4 separate regions of the Mus musculus genome follow, and all the other regions are linked to region 2. A link is a contact called in public ChIA-PET and HiChIP or PLAC-seq data. All regions are on one chromosome and are shown on one strand. The core of a region is the stretch at or near the end of the contact, and the rest is flanking DNA. Distances in the headings are between cores, read along the strand shown.

The links. ChIA-PET counts read pairs in DNA pulled down with a chosen protein or histone mark. HiChIP or PLAC-seq counts read pairs in DNA pulled down with a chosen protein or histone mark.
Region 1: a contact with region 2 is called in a BATF HiChIP or PLAC-seq map of CD8 T cells, with 20 read pairs. The contact joins the promoter of P2ry13 here to the enhancer-like site in region 2. A contact is called at or near these places in 2 of 39 promoter capture datasets (embryonic stem cells and stem cell-derived epiblast-like cells), 1 of 15 datasets of contacts at CTCF or cohesin (CD8 T cells), 6 of 115 datasets of contacts at active chromatin or transcription factors (CD8 T cells, T-cell acute lymphoblastic leukemia, bone marrow-derived macrophages and 3 more) and 2 of 9 other capture datasets (embryonic stem cells and liver).
Region 3: an RNA polymerase II ChIA-PET map of memory CD8 T cells shows a contact between it and region 2, with 32 read pairs. The contact joins the promoter of P2ry12 here to the enhancer-like site in region 2. A contact is called at or near these places in 5 of 39 promoter capture datasets (the 3T3-L1 cell line, embryonic stem cells and liver), 1 of 484 Hi-C or Micro-C datasets (CD8 T cells), 3 of 115 datasets of contacts at active chromatin or transcription factors (CD8 T cells, effector CD8 T cells and memory CD8 T cells) and 1 of 9 other capture datasets (embryonic stem cells).
Region 4: an RNA polymerase II ChIA-PET map of memory CD8 T cells shows a contact between it and region 2, with 5 times the contacts expected there. The contact joins two enhancer-like sites. A contact is called at or near these places in 1 of 15 datasets of contacts at CTCF or cohesin (CD8 T cells) and 3 of 115 datasets of contacts at active chromatin or transcription factors (CD8 T cells, effector CD8 T cells and memory CD8 T cells).

What each region holds. Positions count from the first base shown.
Region 1 is chr3:59,209,396-59,216,003 of GRCm38.p6, reverse strand. It overlaps P2ry13 (purinergic receptor P2Y, G-protein coupled 13), which reads left to right and starts at 5,122. Exons shown (of 2, transcript NM_028808.3): 1 at 5,122-5,182; 2 at 5,646-6,608. The coding sequence starts at 5,649. The region is part of intron 15 of Med12l (mediator complex subunit 12-like); the gene reads right to left.
Region 2 is chr3:59,700,354-59,707,207 of GRCm38.p6, reverse strand. No RefSeq gene overlaps it. Among named protein-coding and RNA genes, the nearest start is that of Aadacl2fm2, 26 kb to the left of the region's middle. Within about 2 kb of position 4,322, at least 21 of the 459 cell types and tissues checked have an H3K27ac peak or open chromatin away from gene starts, as enhancers often do. A contact at or near this core is called in CD8 T cells, effector CD8 T cells and memory CD8 T cells, where this site is marked.
Region 3 is chr3:59,261,458-59,267,836 of GRCm38.p6, reverse strand. It overlaps P2ry12 (purinergic receptor P2Y, G-protein coupled 12), which reads left to right and starts at 4,852. Exons shown (of 5, transcript NM_001357008.1): 1 at 4,852-5,063. Med12l (mediator complex subunit 12-like) reads right to left here. Exons shown (of 44, transcript NM_177855.3): 33 at 5,854-5,963; 34 at 5,492-5,627; 35 at 4,551-4,712; 36 at 2,553-2,915; 37 at 558-714.
Region 4 is chr3:59,231,564-59,237,878 of GRCm38.p6, reverse strand. It overlaps Med12l (mediator complex subunit 12-like), which reads right to left. Exons shown (of 44, transcript NM_177855.3): 17 at 5,357-5,475; 18 at 4,609-4,752; 19 at 2,671-2,834. The region is part of intron 1 of P2ry12 (purinergic receptor P2Y, G-protein coupled 12); the gene reads left to right. Among named protein-coding and RNA genes, the nearest start is that of P2ry13, 24 kb to the right of the region's middle. Within about 2 kb of position 2,783, at least 54 of the 459 cell types and tissues checked have an H3K27ac peak or open chromatin away from gene starts, as enhancers often do. A contact at or near this core is called in CD8 T cells, effector CD8 T cells and memory CD8 T cells, where this site is marked.

The DNA.
Region 1 (6,608 bases), core at 3,873-6,372, 490 kb after region 2:
ATATCCAGTGTGTGGAAGTTCAAATCATTAGTTTCAAATATGAATGCTCCTTAGAGGGTATTTTCTGACACCGATGCAGAGGTTCACAGACAAATACATTAAGTGGAGCTTGCAGAATTCTGCAGAAGAGGAGGTAAAGGATGGTAGGAGCCAAGGAGGTGACAGATACTACAAGAAAACCTACAGAATCAACCCACTTGGGCCCATAGGTCACACAAAGATTGACCTGGCAAGCAAGGAGCCTGCAGGGGACTGGCCTAGGCCCTCTGTACATATATTACAGTTGTGTAGCTTGGTCTTCAAGTGTGACTCCTAACAGCAGGAGCAGGGGCAGTCTCTGACATCTGTTGCCTGCCTTTGGGACCCTTCCTTCCTACTGGGCTGCCTCATCTAGCATCAATAGAAGATGCTGGTAGTCTTACTGCAACTTGATAAGCCAGGGTTGGCTGACATCCATGGAGGACTCCCCTTTTCTGAAGGGAAATGGAGGAGTGACTTGGGATAGGGGATGACTAGAAGGAGAGGATGGAGGGAAAACCAGGGTTGGGATGTAAAGTAAATAAATAATTTAATTTAAAAAATAAGATTTCTCCAACTTTAGGGGGAAATTCCCAATGTCTACAGTAAGGCTTCCCAAGAACACAGCCATGCTGTGCAGACAGAATATCTAAGACTTCCATGACACAACAATAGGGCTGGCAAGGAAGATTATTCAGCCAGAATCACCTAAAACCATAGCCCTTTAAAAAAATAAGAACCTGCCAACCCTGGAATTACTACTCTAGCAACAGAAATGAAACATCAGAGACAGACCCTCTCGCCACACCTGCAGCCAATTCATAGTTTGTGAGCAATGGCCATGGTGGGATTAGTGTCACGAGTGGGAACTGAAGATATGGATACACAACAGTAATCATAAGCACCAAGAAATAGATGGATTTAGCAAAACGGGAAGAAGATTAGAAGGCGATTTCCAGAAGGAAAGTGAGTGGATAATATGAAAGTAAAAGGAATTACGTCCATACATTATAAATCTATACTTACATGGCACAGTGTATTTTACTTATAATTTTCAAATTGACTTAAAATATTTTAATAAGGATTAGAGAACTCTATCTTCAATGGGATTATACATTGATACACTCCTTATAGAAACCTTTTTGAAAATATCATATAACATTTGATACCTAACACTTGATCAAGCTATTCTTACAAATATGTTAAAACAAACATACAAGAGAACCTGAATACATATGTTCAGCAGTAACAACTCAAAAAGTCAAACAAATTAAATGTCCATCCGTAACAGCTTAACCAAAATATGGGAAAGTTGTGTTTATCATTATGATCAGTGTCTATGTATTAACATAGACTAAGACAAAAATTAACACAGACTAAAATAAGCATGAACACTTACACACTAGTATAAATATAAATGACTTCTTGCTATCTATACACTGGTGTTTAGAGTTTTCAAATAGTTGTTTTGTGTGTGTGTATGTTTTGTGTGTGTGTGTGTGTGTGTGTGTGTATGTGTGTGTGTGTGCATGTCCCCTTGTGAGTGTGGGCCTGTGTACACTATCACACACATATAGGTGTCAAAGGACAACCTCAGGTGTCAGACATCATTTGTCATTTTGTTTGAGATAGAGTCTCCTTTTTACTGCTGCATATACCAGACCAACCACTCTGCATGCTTCTAAGGAATTCTGTTTCCATATCCCCAATCTCGCAATACGAATGACAGAATTACATATACACATTACTGTGTCTACTTCTATATGGGCTCAGGAGATCTAAGTTTATTCTTCCATGCTTGTGTGGCAAGTGCTTTACCTACTGCGTCATCTCCTATGTATTTCATCTTTAAAACATATGCTTTCTTTTATGACAAAATCCTTGTAACTAAATATTAAGCATTTCAAGTATTGCTGTGAATTTATTGCCTGTTTCTGAAGAGATTTTTCTAATACTGATTTTCACTTCAGGACATCTGCTTGTAAACTACATAGTGTATTTAACTCATTATCACTTTTGGTTACCCTAATTGGAAAGTTTTAAAAAATTCACATGCTCTAAGGAAAGTACCTCAGTAGATTTCAGAGTAAATAAGAGTTCTCTCCTAGGAATATTTGAGTTCCCACTTCAACTTACATCCTTAGTGAAAATGAAAGCAAACATCTCAACATTTCTAATGTTATTATATGATGCATGTTAACTACATCACCAGAAGTCCCTTTGCTCTTTGCCTTGATCCAGCTCAGGAATCCTGGAGGTCTAGCAAAGGAAGTAGGTGTAGGCAACTTCCATTACAGACCAGTTTGTCCCATCTGACCATACTGGTTGGACAATTTACAAATTTAACCTTAGACCTGAGTGTGTACCAGACAGAACTGAGTGTCCGTTCAGCTTCTTTTTCCTGTATCAATCATTGACTCTTGGCATAAGGACTTCAGGATGAAGTGAACCACTCCAGCTGCTCTCTCAGGGGTGTGGTGGGGTTGGGACAAGGCAGGCTCTAAGTGCAAATTCTAGGGCCAGTGGTGAGTTAGTGGTGGTCTCTATTAACACTATTTTGGGAAGGTGCTTAATTTCTTCATTTTGATTTTCACATCTAAAATAAGACTGGACTATGTTGTTATTGTAAGGGCTGTGATAACATAGTTACCTATAATACCATAGCTATTTTTATTTTATTACTTTGAGTCTATTCTTAGTGCATATTAGAATTCCAGTCTTTAATTTATTCCAGTCTTTAAATTATTCAGCAGGCTCCTAAACACTGAAACTTTTCAATGCATGGGGTTTTTTTGTTTGTTTGTTTGTTTGTTTGTTTTTGTTTGTTTTTTGTTTTTTAGTTCTTCCTTCCCGGCCTTCGTGAACTAATAAGCCCACAGTATTCCTATTTTCTTTTTCATTGACTGAGGAAGCTCGCATGACATCGTCCATGACAGGCCTCACTGTGAGCATATGATGGACGTTCTTTTACCCCTAACTATATGAAAAGGACACTGTTGTGTATTTCATCATAAAAAGGGGGCAAGTATTTCAGAGTGAGTATAAATAACTTCCCAAATGAGGGGAACAAAAAGCGACAGGTGGACAAGCCCTTGGAGCTACGGCCCGCAGCTTGGAGATGGCACTTCCACACAGGCCTAGGGAGCAGCGTGCAGAGAGGCCCTTCCAAGAGGAACAGGCTTTCCAACAAATATCAGCTAAGGAACTTACCAAGGGGAGCTCTCATTTAACAAGTGTGTAGTAGTTATGAAGATGACTCAGCTAGAGAAGACCAACCATGACCATGCAGAGCTCAATCCATGAAACCCACATGTTGGAAAGATATAACTAACCCACTGAAGGAAAACACACACACACATACACACACACTCACACACTCACAATAAATATGTATTTCACAACCAAAAGAATGTACCTTTGTGACCCTAGAAATGTCCATTGCTGATCAGTTCCTCTTTTCAAAGTTTCCCACATTTGGCATTTTGAAATTTGACCAAAATGTGATTTCTACTTCTCATATTATGAAATTATCCTGTACAGAATTTCCCTTGTTTAAAGTAAAAATTTCCAGACCTTCAATGTTATATTGGATTGGGGGCTATTGAGAAATTTAAAATTGACTGTGTTTATGGTTAAAATTAACAATAAACCTACTTTAAAATATTGATTTTGCTAGGTTTTTATCCTCTTATAAAGCAAAAGGATATATATTTAAGTTAAGGGGCATTACATCAGTAAATCCTAACATATTTTAGCCAAAAAGAAAATTTTTACAATGTGCCATTTATTCCCTAGAGTTAACCAACGTTCCCTGGAAACACAGTACATTTCATTTTAAAATGTTCAAATGTGGAATCAATGGATTCCAAATTCTCAACCAAGTAATATAGGAATTACTAGTTAGCCAAACCCTGAAGACGGTCCATCTCTACGGTAAGCGCGTGGCAAGAACGGTGAAGTGAAACTTGCCATAGAGAACCACACATCCTCCCCAGGATCATCTGATTTCCTCTTTCCCTTCATCTGTCGGGCAGGGAAGCAGACTGTCACACATTGTAACTTTCTGCACACTCCCTGAGATTTAAAACGAAACACTGTACCAATCTGAGGCCAGCCCTGATTCAAAACTTCTCTAAGTCTCAAGAATGGAGGTGGTTTCCCAAAAGGGCTTCCTAAAAGTGCCACACTGTAGCTCCACTCAAACTGGGCAATTCAAGGAACCCAAGCAATGAGCGGCTGGCATGTTTAGCTTTCACTGATGTGCCCTGGGTCGGTCCATCGGTCCCCCTCCCCCACACTCCTATGAAGTAGATGATGATTTCAAACTTGCTACATGAGAGAATGAGGTATATAGCTCTTAAAACATTTGTTTAAACATAATACCGAATAATGCAGAGGTCCAGGAATAATAGCTACCACTTCTTGGGAAATGTGACTCATAATCTGCCACAGATCTAGGGATCAAAAGACTAACAGCAATGTCTGAAGAAAGGAAACAAAGCAAAACAAACAAGCAACCAACAACCAAAGCCTAGCCTTAGACATACAAACTTCTTGCACGCCCAGGCTGTAAGGGACAGAAGATGATTTGATTTTCAGATCAAGTCTTCTCCTCCTACTTGATTGTAATTTCATACTATTTTCTTCATCATTTTAACTCCTACTATTACATATGAAGTATTCAATAAGGTCGCTGAATGTGAATAATAAAAAGTAAAACACTGGGCCTAGAGAAATAGTTCGGCGGTTAAAGGGATTTTCCTGGCACCCACTCCAGGCAGCTCACAGTCACCTTGGACCCCAGCTCCAGGGAATCCAACACTTCTGGCCTCTGAGGGCACCTGAATGCATATGCGCCCTTACACATATAATTTAATATAATAAAATAGACCACATGTTAAGAATATGGCGTGGTGGCGTGCCTGCAGAGCCGGTGACAGCACTGGATTCAATACTCAGAACACGCAACCAATAACTACTGGTAAATGCTCCAAAGGTCTAAAGACAAAGAGGTTCTAGAAAATGTGGGTATTACAGAAGCCCACAAGGGGAAATGAGGAAGGAAAAGCAGTATAAGAAAGCAGAACCTTTACTTCACAAGCTATTCGTGGGTTGAGCTAGTAACTGCCACAACTCATACAGCTGAGTCTCTTCCAAAACAAAGGTCAGTTTAATTTTTCTTATGAATTTGCTTGCTATAAAAGGTAAAAGGTGGTTAAATTTTCTAGAAATCTAAATATAATATTCTGTAATCACGGGCTGCAAGCATAAGGTACTTCATAACGCATGACACACTACCCTGTACTCTTACATCTTAAATTAGGTTCTGTCACCGCCGTGTAGTGATTGGTGCTTGCTATTTGGACTTCACAAGGGTAGACATTAACAGGACTTTATAAAACAAAACTAAACTGAACAAAAACCAACCAAACAACAACAGCAACAAAACTAAGCTATGTGCTCAAAAAAGCTCTAGCCAAAGAATCAAATCCGCTGAATGAGTTAAATAGTAAGTTTGTTTTTACAAGAAGTAGTTATCTGCCAATCCACAAGGACCCTTTGTTTACCTTCCTTTGTATGCCTGCTTATGTGTAATCTTTCTCTGTGTGCATGTTTATGTGTAATAGCTGATGCTCGGGACAATCAACACCACTGGGATGCAGGGCTTCAACAAGTCTGAGCGGTGCCCCAGGGACACTCGGATGACACAGCTGCTGTTCCCGGTTCTCTATACTGTGGTCTTCCTGGCAGGCATCCTGCTGAACACCGTGGCCCTCTGGGTGTTCGTCCACATCCCCAGCAATTCCACCTTTATCGTCTACCTCAAGAACACTCTGGTGGCAGACTTGATAATGGCACTCATGCTGCCTTTCAAAATCCTTTCCGACTCACACCTTGCGCCCTGGCAGCTCCGAGGATTTGTGTGCACGCTCTCCTCCGTGGTCTTCTATGAGACGATGTATGTGGGTATCATGATGCTGGGCCTCATCGCTTTCGACAGGTTCCTCAAGATCATCATGCCGTTCAGGAAAACCTTTGTCAAAAAGACGGCTTTCGCAAAAACAGTCTCCATTTCCGTCTGGTCCCTGATGTTCTTCATCTCCCTGCCAAACATGATCTTGAACAAGGAGGCAACGCCATCATCCGTGAAGAAGTGTGCATCTTTGAAGAGTCCCCTTGGGCTGTGGTGGCATCAGGTGGTCAGTCACACCTGCCAGTTCATTTTCTGGGCTGTGTTTATTCTGATGCTTCTGTTTTATGCGGTGATTACCAAAAAGGTGTACAACTCCTATAGGAAGTTTAGGAGTAAGGACAGCAGGCACAAGCGGCTGGAGGTGAAGGTATTTATCGTCATGGCTGTCTTCTTTGTCTGCTTTGCCCCACTGCATTTTGTCAGAATACCATACACTTACAGTCAAACCACCAATAAGACTGACTGTAGGTTAGAAAACCAGCTGTTTATTGCTAAAGAAGCAACTCTCTTTCTGGCAACAACTAACATTTGTATGGACCCCTTAATATACATAATTTTATGCAAGAAGTTCACACAAAAGGTGCCATGTGTGAGATGGGGAAAGGCAAGAACAGCA
Region 2 (6,854 bases), core at 3,073-5,572:
CATCATTGAGGTGACAACTTCTGAGAAGTGTTTTCTGAAAGCACAATGAGGCTGTGTGTGAGGCTGAGGCCAGAGATAGCCAAAGTTGTACCTCATGCTGCAGCAGGACTTGGTAATGTGTAAGAGTCACCTAGGTTTTGAAGGCATGAAGGTGTCATACAGACACCTGTGAGAGCAGCTGAGGCTTGGTACTGTGAGAGGCCATAGAATGCCATTAGTGAAGGTGCAGCCTCAGTTGCAATTGATGGCCCAGGACTGAAGGGGTCATGCAGTGGTTTGGAGATGCCAGTACCATGAATGACCACCAAGAACAGCAGCAGCAGTGAAGTACAGGCAGCTGGAGCCTAGAAGATAACCTGTGTGCTACAAAGGGCAAGGCTGGAGAAGTGATCTAAGCCCTTGGAGGAATTCAGAAGATCGTGAGTGGATCCCAGACATTGGACAGTTGGAGTTTGGTTTAGCTTTTGATTATGACTGTGCCCTGATGTTTTTCCCTCTTGAAGGAAGCATTTTAGTGAAGCCCACAGTTAAGAGACTTTTAATTGTAAAAAGACTTTGGATTTTAAAAGATATTGGATATTTTAAAAGGATTGAACTTTTAATATGTAAAGACTGTGGGACTTTTAAAGTTATTTAGATCTTGAGGATGAATAAGACTGTAAGGGTTGAGGCTTACTAGTTATGTGTTTGTGTGTCAAGTTGAAAAGGGGTCAATTGTACTGGCTAGTTTTGTGTCAACTTGGCACAGCTGGAGTTATCACAGAGGAAGGAGCTTTGGTTGAGGAAATGCCTACATGAGATCCAGCTGTAAGGCATTTTCTCAATTAGTGATCAAGGGAAAAAGGCCCCTTGTGGGTGAGACAATCCCTGGGCTGGTAGTCTTGGGTTCTATAAGAGAGCAAGCTGAGCAAGCCAGGGGAAGCAAGCCAGTAAAGAACATCCCTCCATGGCTTCTGCATCAGTTCCTGCTTTCTGACCTGCTTGAGTTCCAGTCCTGACTTCTTTTGGTGATGAACAGCAGTATGGAAGTGTAAGCCGAATAAACCCTTTCCTCCCCAACTTGCTTCTTGGTCATGATGTTTGTGCAGGAATAGAAACCCTGACTAAGACAATATATATATATATATATATATACATATATATATAGTCATATCTATAATAGTGTATAGACTCCATGTGAAGTTTTTAGTGTTATTTATCTTTTCCTATATTTCTTACTCTAACCTGCAATCCCACCCTCTGCTCCCATTTAACTATTCCTGTTTCATTCACCTTTCACCAGGCAACTCTATATCCCTTCCCTTTGAATCACATCCCACAGCCCTTGATTTCTTGACTTCTATGGCTATTTCTAAGGAAGCACACATAGCTGAAGACTTAAATCTAGCATTCCAAAGCCTCTCCCTACTTCAGAAGAAGTTATGGTCTTGTCAAGAAGCAACTTCTCATTATTGCCTGATCATGCAAGAAAGTCAGTTGTTAAAAATTTGGGTCATGATTACCAATGGAATTGTCTAAAGTGCTTTTTTTTATGTCACTGAGTTAGCACAGAAAAAGTGGAATATGTATTTTTTGGGGGGGATGATCCCAGAGTTAGTCTAGGGAACACATCATTTTAAGGAAGCTGCAGGCCCAATGTTCAGGAAACAGTTGTGATATTAAGGAGCTAGAGGAGAGTAAGCAGCCATTAAAGTGCCCAACACACAAAAAAATTAACTTTTGAATTCATTAAAAATAAGAAAGTGTCAGATTTCCTTGAGAGTTCAGCTCTGATTCATAAAAAAAAAAAAAAAAAAAAAAAAAAAAAAAAAAAAAAGGTAAGAGTTTGAGATTTTATGTCCCCCAGATTTACTTAGGAAAAACAAATAATCTGCTCAATGTGGTGAGGTATCTATTAGGAAAGACTGCTCAGATATATATTTAAGCCACTAGAAAGTCTTTATTAACAAATTGGAGAATATACTGTGTTGGGCACCAGGCATGGGGAAATAAAGGGGTGGGAGAGATCCCTGTCCCACCAGAGCTCAGGGAGACTGCTGCAGGATCACACAGAACTTCCCTGAGATGGGTGTTGGGCCTCACAGACTGTAGAACCCTGGCTCAGTCTCCAGGGGAGAGGAGAGGAGAGGAGAGGAGAGGATCCAGGGGAGAGGAGAGGAGAGGATTCGGGGGAGAGAGAGGATCCAGGGGAGAGGAGAGGAGAGAGGAGAGGAGAGGAGAGGAGAGGAGAGGAGAGGAGAGGAGAGGAGAGGAGAGGAGAGGAGAGGAGAGGAGAGGAGAGGAGAGGATACAGGGGAGAGGAGAGGAGAGGAGAGGAGAGGAGAGGAGAGGAGAGGAGAGGAGAGGAGAGGAGAGGAGAGGAGAGGAGAGGAGAGGAGAGGAGAGGAGAGGAGGAGAGGATCCAGGGGAGAGGAGAGGAGAGGAGAGGAGAGGAGAGGAGAGGAGAGGAGAGGAGAGGAGAGGAGAGGAGAGGAGAGGAGAGGAGAGGAGAGGAGAGGAGAGGATCCAGGGGAGAGGAGAGGATCCAGGGGAGAGGAGAGGAGAGGATCCAGGGGAGAGGAGAGGAGAGGAGAGGAGAGGAGAGGAGGAGAGGAGAGGAGAGGAGAGGAGAGGAGAGGATCCAGGGGAGAGGAGAGGATCCAGGGGAGAGGAGAGGAGAGGATCCAGGGGAGAGGAGAGGAGAGGAGAGGAGAGGAGAGGAGAGGAGAGGAGAGGAGAGGAGAGGAGAGGAGAGGAGAGGAGAGGAGAGGAGAGGCAAAGGGCAGCCATGCCACATGGAGAGAGGTGAGAAGAGAGGGCGAGAGAGGGAGCAAGAGGACTAGAGAGAAAGCAAGAGAAGCAAGAGAGAGGATGGGCCAAGCAGCTCTTTTTATGGTGGGCTGGGCTACCTTGCTGTTGCAGGGGAACTCTGGGGAGGAGTCTGGACAGCCTATGTGACTGATGGTCACAGAATGATGGAGTTGAGGGTTTGTGGTATCAGGTATTTGTGTCTGGGGATGTAGCTCACTGTTCCATCACTTGTAGAATTTTCTACTGGGTCTCCAGAGCAAGCCTCACAGACTGCCTTTTATGATCCCACAATACTGAGTGCTTAGGACCCCAATGTAGCCCTGAGCCTTTGTCAGGGTGAGCTTTAAAGCACAAAAACTGTATCCTGAGTTAAAAGTGTAGGCTTATATTTTTCAAAACCTTCTTCAATAAGTGTTCTTAAAAGTTTCAAATCCTGTATAGCCCACCAACCAAAGGTAGGAGAGGAAAATGGCTAAATGAACAAAGGGGATAAATACCTGTTTAGTTCCTTTGGATGGTTCCAATCTTTGTTGTCTACAGTCTAGTCCACTTAGCAAAACTCCAAACATGAATCAGCAGCAGTGGATTGGTCCAGAAGAAAGAACAAGGCTCCACCTGTTGACTCAAATCCACCAAAGTGGCAAGGAGCTCGAATACTGTGAGCAGTTCTCTTGTGCACTTCTTTCTATGATGTCTAGAAAAGTAAAGGCCAGGGAAGAAAGTAAGGGGAACCCTTGCCAGAGTGTCTTCCACTGTTGTGTTGGCTTATATATACATCACATGACATCTCAAGCATCCACTCCAGCAACATATCACGTGGTTTTCACCAGAGATCTTCCAGAAAAACACCACGTATCTACTTCACCAAAACATCTTCTCATAAAACAACTTTCAGAAAAACACCACGAGGCACAGTTGAGTCTCCAACAACAGCAGAAATTCTCACTTCGTAAAATACTTCAGTTAACAAGAACAGTTAGCTAAAAGCAGAACTACAGAAACCAAAAAGCAAGAAACTGCTCCAGAATTATGAACTTTGATGAGTTAGGGTTTTTGTTGTTGTTTGGCTGGTGGTATTGTCTACATGATGTGTTTTACTTCTTGAATGGCATTTCCATCAGTTAGTAAGTTATGCTAAGGGCCTACTAAGTGCTGAGGACCTGTTACACTCAAGAGTTTGGTTGTATTGAGGCCTAGTGTTTTCTGATGGTTTGGTGGTCTCCAGTGGACAAAGGAAAACAATGGCTGCTTTCTCATGCCCTATTCCTGTTAGCATCATGCATTATTGACCTTAGGAATTTAGAGGGTTCATGTAAGGGCCCTGTATGAACTCCTATTGCCCCAAGATGGTCACTGAGGTGATACAGGCTAGCAGATGGATTATTTTATTCACCATTTAAAGAAGTAAACAGATTCTACTAAGTAAAAAAGTGTTCACTGTCAGGTGTTTCAGATTTCCTGAGTAGAGAAGTTCCTTGAGCACAAGGGAAACCACAATGTGTAAAAGTATATTTAACTTGGTTCTAGGGTGTCTCATCTGGGGAATCTACCTCTCTCCCTTTTGTTTCATGTTCCCTTGCTGTGGTAAGTACTATATACCTGTTTCTATCTACAAACACAGAAATAACTGAAATGTTGATTAATGGAAGTAAGACTGGGTGCCCTCAAATCTTCTTTTCTTGTGGTACAACAGTTACAGGGAGACTATCGCATATGATCAAAAACAAACTATCTTTCAGAGAAGTAGAAATGTACTGCCTTTGACAAAACAACACTCACTAAAATTTATTTCCTCTTGCTGGAAGAAAGCACTTAAAAAGGGTGGTTTTGTGTTCCTGTTTCTCCCACTCTAAGAGTCAATGAATAGCATCCATGATGTTTAATGAAACTATAAGACTTGTAAGTGGTTTAGAGCCTTCAGATAATTTCCGCACCATTTCCTGCTGTTTTTCTTGCTCACCTCTATGAGTCTAAACTATATCAGCAACCTTCCCCTCTTCCATTAATGATGAGACACAAATCATCGCGAATTCTTTTCTTATCCTTTTTTTAAAAAAGGTTCTAATTGACTTCTTTAAAGTAATGACATTACTAAAGGATCCAGCTAACATTAATTGAACCTGAGCAGGTATCACACAAACTATCATGTACTGATTAGAGACATTATAATCATCACACTACATATCTCTCATCTCTTTTAGATTAGCAGTTAATGAAGCTTCACAGACTTGATATCCTCTCATTAAAACAGTGGTGACTTCTGGTTGTTTGTTTTATTGTTGATTGTACCATGAATCCACAGAAAACTAGATCCCACCCATCAAGCTTTGTTTGCTCAGACTCATTATTTTAATAATCTGTTCTTTAAGTATGTAAACCAAAAAAAAAAAAAAAAAAAAAAAAACTTTACTGAAATAAAAAAAAAAATGGAAGAGTTAGAGTATTTGCTGGATTTTAGCCCTTAGTCAAGACCAGGAATAGGAATTTGATGTTACCAGTAGCAATACTCTCTGTCTAAAGAGATTATGAGTAGTAACTTCAGAAGTGTCATACTGTCTCTGAAACCACAGTGAATTAATGTTACATCAGATGTGATATGATCTACCATTTAATGCCATGTTATCATTCGTGTTTCGTGGTTTTGTTTTTGTTTTGTTATTTGAGATTTTTTTTCAGCCTTAAATAGTGTATATCTCCCTTATTTTATTGTGGCATTTATCAGTAATAAATCTTATGTTTATGGACTATATAATTGTCTCTTGACAAATGCACATATTAGGAATTGGTTAATTCAAACTGATTAACATTTAAAATCTACCCTCAGCAATATTCATCAATACAACCAAAGCCACCATTGTTCACCACATGGCTCTTGAAATTTTTCCTAAAATGCTGCCAAATTTTTCTACACACTGAATCTTGTTTTAACCATACCCATCACCCCACACCCCACTGAACACCACACTGTGCTCTGCTATGAGGTCAACTTCCTTGTATTTATATTTTGTAGTGCAGGAGAACTGAAGCTAGGGCTTTTTGCATGCTAGTCAAATGATATAAAATAAAGTTAAATTCGGTGTATTATCTGTCTGACATTTTACTTGATCTAATCTTCTCCATGTTAAAATTATGTCTTACATCATAATTCATCCAAAATGGCCCACTACATTGATTCCATGTACAAATACAACTTTAAACTACATCTTGCTTTTAATTAATTTACATCCCCAGAAATAAGGTGTTTATATTATATAGTAACTCTATTCTATTGTATTTTTTTTGTTATTTGTTAACTGTTTCAACCAGTTTTTCATACCAGTTATATTCATTTTTTTTCTTCCCATAAAGGAGAATGTAGTTTACTTTTTCTTCAAATTGTCACAAATATTTTTGTTTTTAAATTGTTGTCACATGTATAGAGTGAAATCCTATTGTTTAACTTTTATATTTTATTCATCGTGTTACTGGCAGTATTCAATAGTTGTTCCCATGCCCAATTGTACATTCTGTGCCCCCTGTGAAAAAAAAAAGTCTACTCAAGTCCCTTGCCCATTTTTAAGACAAATTAATTATTTTCTTTCCCTTAAAGTAAGCCCCTTACTTTAATTATGTTAGACATTTCATTGATTCAGACTCTAAAGACAGTTACATTAATTAATGTTAGACATTAATCAATCTGATATAGGCTCATCTTAAATTGTTTATAAAAAATTTACAAACTGATGAAACAGAAAACTTATCCACAAAGCTAGTGCATGAAGATCTGCTAGTTGCAGACAGGCAAAAGGGAAAACAGAGGCATGAAAGTGTAAGACCCCCAAAGCTGGGCCTCTGCTCAAGTCCGGGAATGAGCTGGCCAGCACCCCAGTGTCCCGAGAGAAAACCACACCTGATGCAAACTGCAAGAGGTTTTATTATCAGCTAGCTGAGGACGAAGTCCCTCTGCCATGCAGGGCAGGGGAGTTTGACCCCGAGTGGTGACAGTAGGGGGCTTTTAACAGCTAGCTGAAGAATTGGGAGGAGTTGGGAAGAGTTGGGAAGAGTTGGGAGGAGTTGGGAAGACT
Region 3 (6,379 bases), core at 3,603-6,102, 440 kb after region 2:
GGTAGTTTTGTGTGTTAGTATGTGACTCTCCTTGCCAAACCAAACTTCTGAGCTGCTCTATGATTCCATTTTAAAGTTTACAATGTAAGAAAGGGAAGCTACAATACTGTCTGATCTTTTAAAACACACATGGGAATTACAGCCAATAAAAACATACACACGTTTTATAAACATGAGACTTATCAACTTTATGTCTAGTAGCTCAGACTTTAGGCAGCTCAATCTCCTTCTGACAAATTCTACAATCCATGCCTGTAATCAGCTACTTATGAACATTCCTTAAGGAGACAAGCTCTTGCTATGTTGCCAACGCTCAGTGATTTTCCTGTCCTATTCTCCTCTACTGTAGTAGCTGAGACAACAGAAGCACGCCACTGGGTCTAGCTGCAGCCTCATCTAATCTCGGAGAAGAAAAACAAATTGTTAGGGTTGTGGGTTATGAAAATGTGAATCGAGTACCAGAAACCCCCATCCTGTAGAGGATAAAGGTTATAAGCAAGGAGAACCTCACGTCGCTGCTCAGAATGGTCTCTCGGTGTTACCTGTCTCATACCCACCTGGATTCAGAGACGGATTCTGGAGGAAAAAGCTAGGCTGCTGAGGCTGGCTCACCAGGTTGTAACCCCACAGTGCAGGTTGCGGATGATGCGTCATTTGGGAGGACATGGGGGAGTAATTGGGAGGCACTCGGTATAAGTTGGTCTGTTGATACTCCTTCAACAGAAACGTTAAGAAACAAATTAACTTGAATATGCCACACATGATTAATCAATATAAGTTCTTCTTATTCAGTTACGTGAGATGATCCTGTCCCAGAACTCAAGGCTATTTTTGTATGAAAGGGGAGAGAATATAAATGGTGACCCATTTCCTTAAAAATGCTCATTCAAATTAATTTTTTTCTTTGATTTAAAAAGTACTTAGCTCAATAATATTCACTTAACACATATAAGGCCCTAACTTCAATCTATGTTACCATCTTTCCACCAAAATCACCAAAAAAAGAAAGAAAAAAGTATGTTCCTTACAGCAGACATTGATGATGATGATGATAATAATATCGAAGTGAATTATCTAATACTAACACTGAACAATGCCTATAACTGAAAGAAGACAACGGCTGCAGTCTCCTGCTGGCCTCATCTTGGAAGGCCTTACCATGGGTTAGGATAAGAACTGAGTAAGAAAACCCCATAGTGCTATCATATCAAGGCCTCAATCGTATCTTACCCACAATTTTCAAAGCAGCACTTAAAATAGCCATTCCCCAAGTGCCTTCTTCTCCTCATAGCACAGACCCAAAGATCATACCAGAAAGTCTCAACTCCCTCATCACCCATCCTTTCTCTAGCTTGGCCCTAGAGGATGAAGGACAATGAAATTCCCAGTATCCTTTGATTTTACAAAAAGATGTAATCTGACCAGGAAGAGGTAACTTCAGGAGGAGGACTGTAAATATATTTAGGTAAGGCTTTTGCATGTGAAAAGTCACCCTCAGCCATGTGGCTTGGAGAGCCAGGGAGTCCCAGGTTTGAGAGAAGGCACTAGTACTGAAGTGGCCTCTGAAAGTGACAGCAGCCATCTCTAAAAGTATTAATCACCAAGCTATCCTCCAAGAATAAGCACAATTCAGTGTTGGCACAGGTAAATGTAAGGACAACTGCTCGTGAACTCTGCGGAGTGCCTCCTCTCTGCCAATCAAGAACATCCTTGCATTCTACAGAAAATGTTCTGAAACTTTCTCTAAAGGAAACCCAAATAATTTCAAATAAGAAAGCTATCTTAAATAATGCATCTCATATACAATAAAATAATTTCTGAATTATCTAGTAGATATCAAGTATTTAAAAAGTGAGAGGAAGAGTGAGAGATGATTTTACACTAGGTTTATTTTATCTCTTTATAAAATCTGAAAATAGGTTAAAGAATAACAGGGGGGGTATTTGATACAATGGCAAAGAACGAAATCTTAGGATCACTCCTTTTGGGTAAATCAGATAGAAATTCATTCAGAGAAAAGTAGAAGGAACTCTAAAATGTTAATTCACTGCAAACACCAATTGTTCAAAATAAAATATTTAGGCATACTTATTAATAAAGGTGCTTAAGAAAGTAGAATCATATTCTTCTTTAAAAGTTTCAAACCCGGGGAAATTATGAAGCTTATTAACTCAATAATATTACTCATTACTGAAGTTTGAAGTTAAAAGCATAGAGTGAACCAGGTGTGGCAGAAGCTGGCAGATCTCTGAGTTGGGGCCAGGCTGGTTTACAAAGCAGTTCCAGGGCAACTGGGGTTATGTAGAAACAAATCCCACATCTCCTCCAAAAACCCCTACCCCCACCCCCCAAAAAAGTGGTCAGTGGGAAATGAAAAGCTTTCTACCTGTCACCTATGAGAATTCATTCGTTAGTACAGACACTTGTTAGGAAACTCTACGTAAGAAAGCTGCTAGCATTCTTTGTAATGTTTCTAGGTGTAGAGTTCGGCCGTAGGTAAATCCCACACTAGGTGCCCATGACCCCGTCTTTTCCTTACACCCCCCACTCACATCGATGCGTGAGCTCGATTTTGTCTTACGCTTCCTTCCCTTTGTCTTCTTCTCTTCATCAGCTGTAGCTTTTCCTTGATCTGACAGCTCAGCTGATTTCCTTTCTGGTTCCTGAGAAACTGGAGACGTGAGTTCTTCCTCTTCCTCCTCAGGAGGTAGGGGCAGCGGCTCGAGGTAGTAGCTTCGGGGCTTGGGCATGGTGTGCGTGTGGTACAGAAGGAAGTGCTGCTGCTCCTCATACTTGATCACCTTCCGGTCCACACGGACAGTGCCGAACCAGGCCCAGGACAGCGGGGCTGGGTTCTTCTGACCCTCAAACAGGTCCCATGGGGACACTTTCTGCTTCGTAGAGACCTGGAGACCCTGTGGGAAAAGAATGTTCTGTGACAACACAACCTGGCCTGTCCCCAACCCACAGGGCAAGCTTGAAAGCGTGCGGTTGGAAGGTTGGAACGAGCTAAGGGAACTCAGTAGACAGGAATGTTCATCTAAGCAGTGTGAACTGGGGTTCAGGACTTTGCAAGTTCAGTTCTCCAGTGCTCTGTACCACCTGACACTCCTTAAGGCATCTAAAAGTGAGCTAAAATATTTTAGTATAAAATGACATTCTCATTCAAGTATGTTGTAGAAAATATAATCTCTCAAGTATCCTGTAAAGTTGCTGTTAGAACCATCTCAGGAATCCATTATTTTTAGTATTATACAAGATTTAAAAGTCAATATATAGTCTGCCTCTGATGTATGAACTCAATTTAGTATATATTTCATGTACATGTATGTGGCTTTCTCTGAATAAAATTTTTTGGGAGAAAATTAATTACAGAAACAGGTACAACACAAATTAAGTCTTTCAATTCCAAGGTATCTTTACTGAATCCAGGTAAGGAATTCAATTTTGTTTCTGAAAAATAGCATGCTTTTATTTGTAATACTAATGGGTAACATTTCTTAGTAATTTTGCAAGTATACCTATTTAAAGACATTTCTCCTCAAAACGGCCAAGGTACCCCGCCCCCCATGTGAGCATATCTGTTTTTGTCTGTCTTCCTCTTTAAGTGTGACTTCTTCTGACACTACCAGTAATGTCACCACCCACTGCTGTCTGCCATGTGATGAAATCGTTCTCCTGAGTAGAACTCACATCTAAATGGCTCCTGGATGCCTTCTGAAAGAAGCCCAAGTCACCCTTATTGTGACTTCTGGTTTTCCCCTCCCATGGCCACACTGCTATGGCATTTGAGTTAACTCTGAATTCTGGTGGCATGGTTTTTCCTCTTAACAGTCACCTTTCTTGCCTTTCCTTAAACTTTCCCCACCTGTCCTATACTTTTCTGTATACTTAGTCCGTCAGGATGGTCTGTGTGTCCACTATTGTAGGACCCCTGTTCTGACTACCTCTGCCTGTGTGACTTAAACCGTTCCCCGTTGGTGCCATCATGACCTGACCTGCACGTCCCGTTGCATGTAAAAGTGCATCTACTTCCCCCTAAGGGCAGGGATTCCCTCCACCATCTCCATTGCTGCAGTGCCAATGGCTACTCAGGCTGGCCTTTCTGTTATTTTAAAGAACCTTCCAAAGCGTTGTATAGAAAGCAAATGCCCATCTAATACTGCTTCTTAGAGACTACGTAGTGTTGTAACACAAGTTTTACTAAATACTGCTTACTCAGCAAATGAAAATTCTTATCAGCACACATTTTCTTATATAAACATAGCTTGTTTCCTATCCTGATGTAAAATAATAATTTTATTTTACTTTTATTTCTTATGCTAAGCTGTTACTTAAGTTTTTGGTAGATTCTAGAAATGCCCTGAAGTCCAGATAAGCATTTTAATTGGGAGATCTTTGAAGATAATGGCTTTTTTCTTTTTCTTTTTGCAATGCCAATAGCTATTGTGCTTTGATGACAAAAATTATACCACTGAAAATTAAGAAAAGTCACTTGGCTTCTATAACTAGATATATTTATATATGTGGGAAAAAACATTTACTCTTGCCTGTTTTTTATCAATAGAGTCAAATCCAGCAATTTTGTTTCCCTTTGTATCGATCAAAGAACCCATGGGTTCACACGTGATGACATCGCAGGTCTGCTTTGGCAAAGGCAGCAACTGTCGAACTTTGTCAATGCTTTCTGACCTCTTGTCTCCTAGTTCTTTCTAGAAGAAAGAGGGGGGAAAAATGTAAAAGCAAGAGAGAAGTGAGGCAAAAATTCTGACTTTACAATGAAGCAAAAGCTAACAAGAAGGAAGTTCCCCAGTGACACATTTCCTTTTTTTTAGGGCTAGTATGTCTTTAGTCCTTAGCGCAGTCTATGGAACAGCTGCAAATTGGACTGGTGAAATGTTTCATTTCTTCTATTCAAGTAGAAAATCAGGGTGCACACAAAGGCAGTCTTGTTCTCCATGACAAATCAGAGTGCTGAAATGACAAAACGCCAGTGTCATTTGCTGTCACACAGCAGGAGCTGCCGCACGGACACTTTCCCGTATCCAGGGTCACAGTGCAAGGTAACCATCAGCTTTTTTACTGTAACGTCTTCAGATTATGTATTTGCAATGTCTATTTGCCGTTCATGTCCAGGACTGTTAGTGGATTTACAAATTCAATGCAGAGCTCATTTTTTTTTTTCCCACTTGCATGTGTAAATCCAAGCATGGGTTCAAAGGAAATCTGACACTGGAGTTTTGGTTAGATATCTGATAATGCATTTTTAAAATCCTTAAAAATTAAAACACATTTTATTTGAGCACACCTTTTCAGAGAAAAAAATCGTTCAAATATCATGCTTGTAATTTTGAAGGACTGACAGAGTAGGTAAGATAACAAATAACCACAATCTGCTGAATCAGCTACACATGTAGATTAATGAGGAGGAAATTAAGACAATAATCCATAAACAACATGATTTCAGAGTAGAGGCTGATCACAAGCTTACTTTCAGTTTCTTTACTAAGTTCATGTATGCACGTTTGTTCTCTTCTGATCCCCCGGGGGAAGCACTTGATAGGTCAGAAGCCAGGGTTCCATTGATTAAAACACCCAGCATGTCAAGAACCGTTGTGAATAATTCACTGAGAAGAAAGAAAACCCCATTTTATTCTCACAAACAAAACCCGGACACACAGAATTGCCTAAGCATTTCTACTGAAAGTGCTAAGTTTTTAATGACAGCTAAATCAGTAAGTGGCAGAATTTCCTGTCAGTAGACAAAAGCTTGTACCATGCATGCATGCAGGGGAAAAAAAAAGGTATAAAATGATAAAAAACAAAATAAAACAAAACAAAAACCCAACATACTTGTTAGTGTGCATGTCAACAGTTCCCGAAGTAATTATCTGGAGGAGTAGGAGGGCCCAGTCGGTGGTCCCCTGCGTGCTCCGCTGTACCGTGTCAAACATTCCTCCTACCTAGCATACAAAATATGATAAAGATTTTGTATTGCTACCCCTATTACCATATGTGCCCAAATGTTGATTTGTTAAACCAGAAGTGATGTTAAGAACTGGTTCTTGCTAGCCACACTATGGATTATCCTACAACTGTCTCTTCTAGCTATGTGGTTATCACTGTTTATGGTTCTTTCCACAGAGGCTAGGCATTCAAAACTTAACAGAAAGTGTAACACTTGAATGTGGGCAGTCACAAAATTACCTTTCTCTTCTCATCAGTCTCTCATGGTACTTAGTTTTAGACATAACTGCAGTTAAACCTGAATAGCATCAAAACTCTGTCTCATCACCTGCAATTGTGTGATATTCGATTATTATTGCATCTGAGCCTGCCACTATAATATCCCTGGAGATGCCCTTTAACGTGGAAGGAA
Region 4 (6,315 bases), core at 1,534-4,033, 470 kb after region 2:
GAGCTAGAGAAAGTAGCCAAGGAGCTAAAGGGATCTGCAACCCTATAGGTGGATCAACATTATGAACTAACCAGTACCCCGGAGCTCTTGACTCTAGCTGCATATATATCAAAAGATGGCCTAGTCGGCCATCACTGGAAAGAGAGGCCCATTGGACTTGCAAACTTTATATGCCCCAGTACAGGGGAACACCAGGGCCAAAAAGGGGGAGTGGGTGGGCAGGGGAGTGGGGGTGGGTGGATATGGGGGACTTTTGGTATAGCATTGGAAATGTAAATGAGCTAAATACCTAATAAAAAATGGAAAAAAAAAAAGATAGAGGGATCAAGCACACCGCAAGAACATGGCCTACATAATCAACTAAGCAGTGCTCATGGGGGCTGACAGAGACTGAACCAGCAATTAAGCAACCTGGATGAGTCGGATCTAGGTCCCCTGCATATATGTTACGGTGTGTAACTAGGTGTTCTGGTAGGATTCCTTATAGCAGGAGTGCATGCTATCTCTGACTCTTTTGCCTGCTTTTGGGACCCATTTTCTCCCACTGAGTTAACCTTGTCCGCTTTGATATAAGGGATGTGCCTAGTTGTGTTGTAACTTGATCATTTGATATCCCTGGGAGGCCTGCTCTTTTCTGAAGGAAAATGGAAAAGGAGTGGATTTGGAGGGAAGGGCCTGATAAAGGGGATAACTGGGAAGAGTTGAGGGAGGGAAAAAAAATAAAAAGATTTTTTAAATGGAATGTTTTTTAAAAAGGGGGGGGGGCAACAGGTACAGACAATGGAACCATCGTTTAAGAGGGAAGCAACACCTGAATCTGCTGGGTATGCAGAAGCAAACAAATCCCAACAGAGCATGGAAAGTAAAGACTTATCCTGCGACTAAAGTAAACAAATGCAAATGGGTAGGTGCGTCCATCTTACAGTAGTTTTCACTTTCTAAGACTAAAGCCTTGGACTGTGGTCTGATACTCTCAGTCACATTAAGGGGGGGATTGTGATTTTGAAAAAAAAAAAGTCATACGGTGTGTCAATAGTTAAGACAGCTATCTATGTGACACAACCTGAGTCACTTGGGAATGACGGGGGGGGGGGGGGGGGGACAGACGTGCTTTATTTCTGCTTCACAAGGGAGGGTCCAGTTTCCTGTAGCCTGTGCCATCTCTAGGCAGGCAGACCTGGGTTGTATAGGATAGCTAGCTGACCAAGGCAAAGGGAGCATGCCAGTAAGTTCCTGCATCCAGAGTTTTTCCTCGAGCTCTGGTCCTGGTGTGCTTCAATGATACAACTACAGGCTATAAACTGAAAAACAAAACAAAACAAAAAAACAAAAAACAAAAAAACAACCTTTGATAAAGTTGAATTTGGTCACAGCGTTTACCGTAGCAACAACGAGCAAACTAGGGCATTATAAATAAGGTAAAAATATAACAAAGTTAAGCCAAATATAATTTTATGAGTATTTAAGTTAATATTTTAAATGTTAAAATATTAAAACAATTTCAAACTAACAATCAAAGAACAACCAAACAAAAACACTTTTTCCAACTAAGTATGTATGAGTTCATGATCAGTGAATGTGTTGTTAAATGAATTATTATTTTAAAATTGAATGATTTTAAAAGAATAGTGCTGAAAAAACAGTAAGGAGTCAACTTCAATTTGCAACATATACTAGCTGTGTAATGAATATGGGGCACATCACTTCCAAACTCTTCACCTGTCGAACGATATAAAAGAGCGAGGCCTCACATAAATACACACCTTCTCTCACTGTAAAGCTTTTGAGGCTTGTAATATTCTACTTCTTAAGTTAGATGTACATGTAAATCAAAGAAAAGCCTCTGCAAAGTAGATGCCACTAGAGAAATACTGTTTATAAATTAAATGCATGTGTAAGGTTACAGAGGGGATGGGTGAAAACCAAGAAGACAAATGAGGAGACAGAGGAATAAAGAATAGGTTGTCTTTTTTTTTTTTTAATAAAAGGCCCTAGAAATGCAGGTGAGGAGCAGGCAACACGATGTTTGCACAGAGCTCCCTGCATTTCCCTGGCCTTTTAAGCACAGCCTCTTGCAGACAGTTCCTTAGCCCGACTTTATGAGCGACAGCAGAAGCTTTTGTCCGTTAGACACTCAGACGAACAACTTTCATGAGTCAGAAAGAAGATGGCCAAGTTTCTACAGTGCAAAGAATCCTTGCAGTGTTGCAAGGACTATGTAGTGTCTGATTGTTTTTTCAAAAGTACACTGAAAATAGATGACCAGATCCCAGTATTCACTGCTCGCAGTAAGTTGTTGGGCGGCATAAATGAGAAGAGAGCTGTGCATGACCAGGAGGTGAAGAGGAAGCCAGTAAGTAAGTAGAAAAAAAAAAAAATCAAACACACTTCCTCCATTTATATCTCTTTCTCTACAAAATATTTTGGTAAGACCATTGTTGGGATGTTTTCATTGAAACTTTAATAAGACATCTAAAACTTCAAAATGAGTGGTATCAAAACTTCAGACCAACAGTCTAAACAAAAATACTTTTTTAGAACTCAGTATAATTTTTCTCCCAAATGCACTGTATTTCACTATGAATTCTACCTTTTAGGATAAGAAAAACAAACAAACAAACAAACAAACAAACAAACAAAAAACAAAAACATTGCTACTTATATACCCACCCTTCAAACACCTGGGCTGTCTGATCAGGATTTAGGATCAGGCAACTATGGTACCGCCTGAGCACGGCCACAATGCAGACACATAGTCCTGTAGTGTAACTTCCTGCCAGGCTAGAAGACTTCAAGAGGAGCTCTGCTTCCACCACACTCAGTTCATTCAGCAGCTGCAGCAGAAGTGGGGTTGGGGGGGGGGTGAAGGGAGGGTTGGAGGGGAGGGAAGAAGACAAACAGGGAAACCGTTCAGTGAACCCCTAGTGCACATTTCCTATACGCTACGGAATCAGAAAGCACACAAGCTTTTGCTGGCATTTACTTTTAAGCCTTTACTAATTTAAACGAATGTTTTTCTGTCTAGACACCAGCATGCACCCAACCAGGATGTAGTCAGTGCTGAAACAGTCACCAAAACTTTCTGAAAGCCCAGAGCCTGGAACTAAGCGTTTAATAAACAACCCCATTCTTTATTTAATTTTTTTTCCTTTTTTTCTTTTTTTCTTTTTCATTTTGGTTGTTGTGCTTCTTTTTTTTTTTTTCCTTTCAATGCAACACAACTGATAACTATAATAACTACATTCTTATTTATAAAGCTTGGAGTAACTGTACAATAGAAAAAAATCAAACCTAATGTCTATTTATTAACACAAGGAATAAATGATCTAAAATGTGTGTAACTACAGTGGGACAAATGAAATTATAAAGAGTATTTTAACAATCATTTGTGCTTTTCACTGCTTAACTCTACTAGAGAGAATATATCATTTCCTTATTCCCAACGCAAAATAATAAGGTAACAACAACCGACACCAAAACAAAAACATCTTTCACGTATACATAGTTTTAAATAAGTTGTGTATTACTAACACCAACTATAGCTTAACAGTAAAACTATTAACTCAAAATGTCTCAAACACTTTAAAATGTACTAGGTGCTTAAAATAGTTTTGTTTTATTTGTTTTGTTTTAGGGATTTTGTTTTGTTTTGTTTTTTGGTTTTGTTTTTTTCGAGACAGGGTTTCTCTGTGTAGCCCTGGCTGTCCTGGAACTCACTCTGTAGACCAGGCTGGCCTCAAACTCAGAAATCTGCCTGCCTCGGCCTCCCAAGTGCTGGGATTAAAGGCACGTGCCACCACTGCCCAGCTTAAATAGTTTTAATGTAACAGAACTGGCACATGTTCAAAGGCATGAAGTTCCAAGAGGCCAAAGAGAGTTGGGACAGAGAAGTGATTAGGGAAAGTTAATCAGTGGGGACTAAGTTCTTACAGGAGCAAGATATCTTCACGTGTAATATGTATGGCAGGGCGGCTATAGGTAACAGGATGCACTGTACCTAGCAAACGTAGGGAAAAGGACTCTTGACAGTTTCTACCATCAAGAAATGATGTTTGAAGAATAGGTATGTTTAATTTGCTATAAGAATATACATAACATATACATGTTTTATGGCATCATATGGTATTTCATAAAACTACATTTTTGCATATTTATGCAAGTTTAAAAAATAAGAGGCTTGAGAGATGACTCAGTAGTTAAGTACCACTAGCTGCTCTTTCAGAGGACCCATGTTCAGTACCCAACACCCCCAAGATGTCTCATAAGTATCCGTAACGCCCTTCCAAGGGAGCCAATGCCCTCTTTTGAACTCTGCAGGCACCAGGCACACACATAGTGCACATCTGTAGGCAAGACACCCATGCACATAAAATAAATCTAAAAATATTTCATATAAATGTAAGCCAGGTCACAAGCTTGTAGCCTTAGGTACTTGGGGGCTGAGTAGGGTGGTCACTTCAGATGGAAAGTTCAGACAAGCTCAACAGTAAGGGATAGCCTGGTTTTTAAATCAACAAATAAAGAGTATGAAGAAGCAAGATAAACTCTAGTGTCTGGTTGGTTTGCTTTCCTAAATGTGAGAAAGGCACAGTATAGTCTCTGTGGCACCTGTATGGCAAAGTCAATCAGCCCATTGATGTTCAGCGCTGGCTCCATGAGATCAAAGATGAGCTGAATATGGTGAGCCAACGGGAGGTGATAGGATGTTCCAGACGCAAAGCTTGTGATTTGTTCCAGCACATTGTTAGAGATCTGCTCAGACAAAAGCAAGGAAAATCACACAACCAACAGTCTGGGTGAGGCTTCACTTCGATATATCACTTCGATTGTTTTCGTTTTAGGTTTTTTTCCAGCAACACATATGAATTCATGTGATTCTACTTAGAAATTAGTATTTCCGTGGAAGTCAAAACATATACAAATCAGCATTCTTACAAACATCATTTGAAAATTTCAATATAATCTAGATACTGGTGACCCCAAAGGGAAATCACTCAAAAGTGTGAGTCATCAGAAACTGACATGTTAACTGAATAACAATGGATTTCTTCTAAATTTCCCAGTATTTTAATTAAATCATCAAAAAGTTTCTCCTTCACCAATAGTGATGCTGGGTCAGCATGTTATATAATAAGTATATTAGGAATTACCTTTATGAATTAATAATTACTATAAAGCAAAAATACTTACATAATAAAAACAGGTGTTGAAGGAAACACCTAATACTCACAAATGAAGCTTGTTCTGCTTCCAAGTCTATAAGGGTCATTTGTAAAAGTTAAGGCTGGAAGTACACTGCTTGAGCTTTTAAGGGAGGAATATTCAAAGCATGTGACAAACAGCCCTGAATGGATACCTGAGATGTTACTTGATGCTGATCGAAGTATGAGAGGAGTTGGAGTTTCGTGAACACATTTTCCGGGGTTGGAAAAACTTCCTGCTTGGTCTTCCTGGCTTTCTGTCCTTCGTCCCCAACTAAAGAAACATCAGATGTATTACTTTCCATTTAAATTAATCTCTTCATATTTCTAAAGATTTTTTTGATGTGTGTGTGTGTGTGTGTGTGTGTGTGTATGTGTGTGCATGTTCACTTGTTTGTACACGTGTGTGGAGGCCAGAGGGAAATACCTGGTGTCATCCTTCAGGCAATCACACCATTGGAGTTTACCCTCTCTGATGGTACTCTACAACAGAGTCTCTTACTGGCCAAAACTCACCAAGTGAGCTTGCCTGGCTGTTTAAGGAACACAAGGGGTCTGCCTATATCCATACCTCCACAGCAATGGGATTACAACCCTGCTCCATCATGCCCAGCTATTTTTATGTGGGACTTGGAACGTTACTGAGTTACCTCCCCATCCCATCTTTATATGGGTATTTTTTACTGAAGTATGGCACAATAATAGATGAAAGCAATATATACTCTATGCATTTTGACAAACAGAATGAGATCCAAATCGTGAAATAGTACCTCAAAAGTCCACCTACCTGACTCTAATCTCCTCTCCCTCCCCAAGGGGCCAAAGGTTTGGACAGCTTCCATCGTGGGTGGGTGGAAACTTTCACTCAACACTATGTTTTAAGATAGCCTCATTATTTAGGTAATTTTAATGTGTACTAATTGTTAGTAATTTTCACATACTTTATTCCAATGCATAAAAATATGCCACTACTTATTCTTGCAAATAATGACTTGATTCTGGCTATTATAAAGTGTCTTTGCAAGCATTCATCATTAAGTAACTTTAAAGATATAGTAATGAATCACCACGGTTGGGTGGGGAACACCAAGGCCCACTGTGACTAAACAGGATA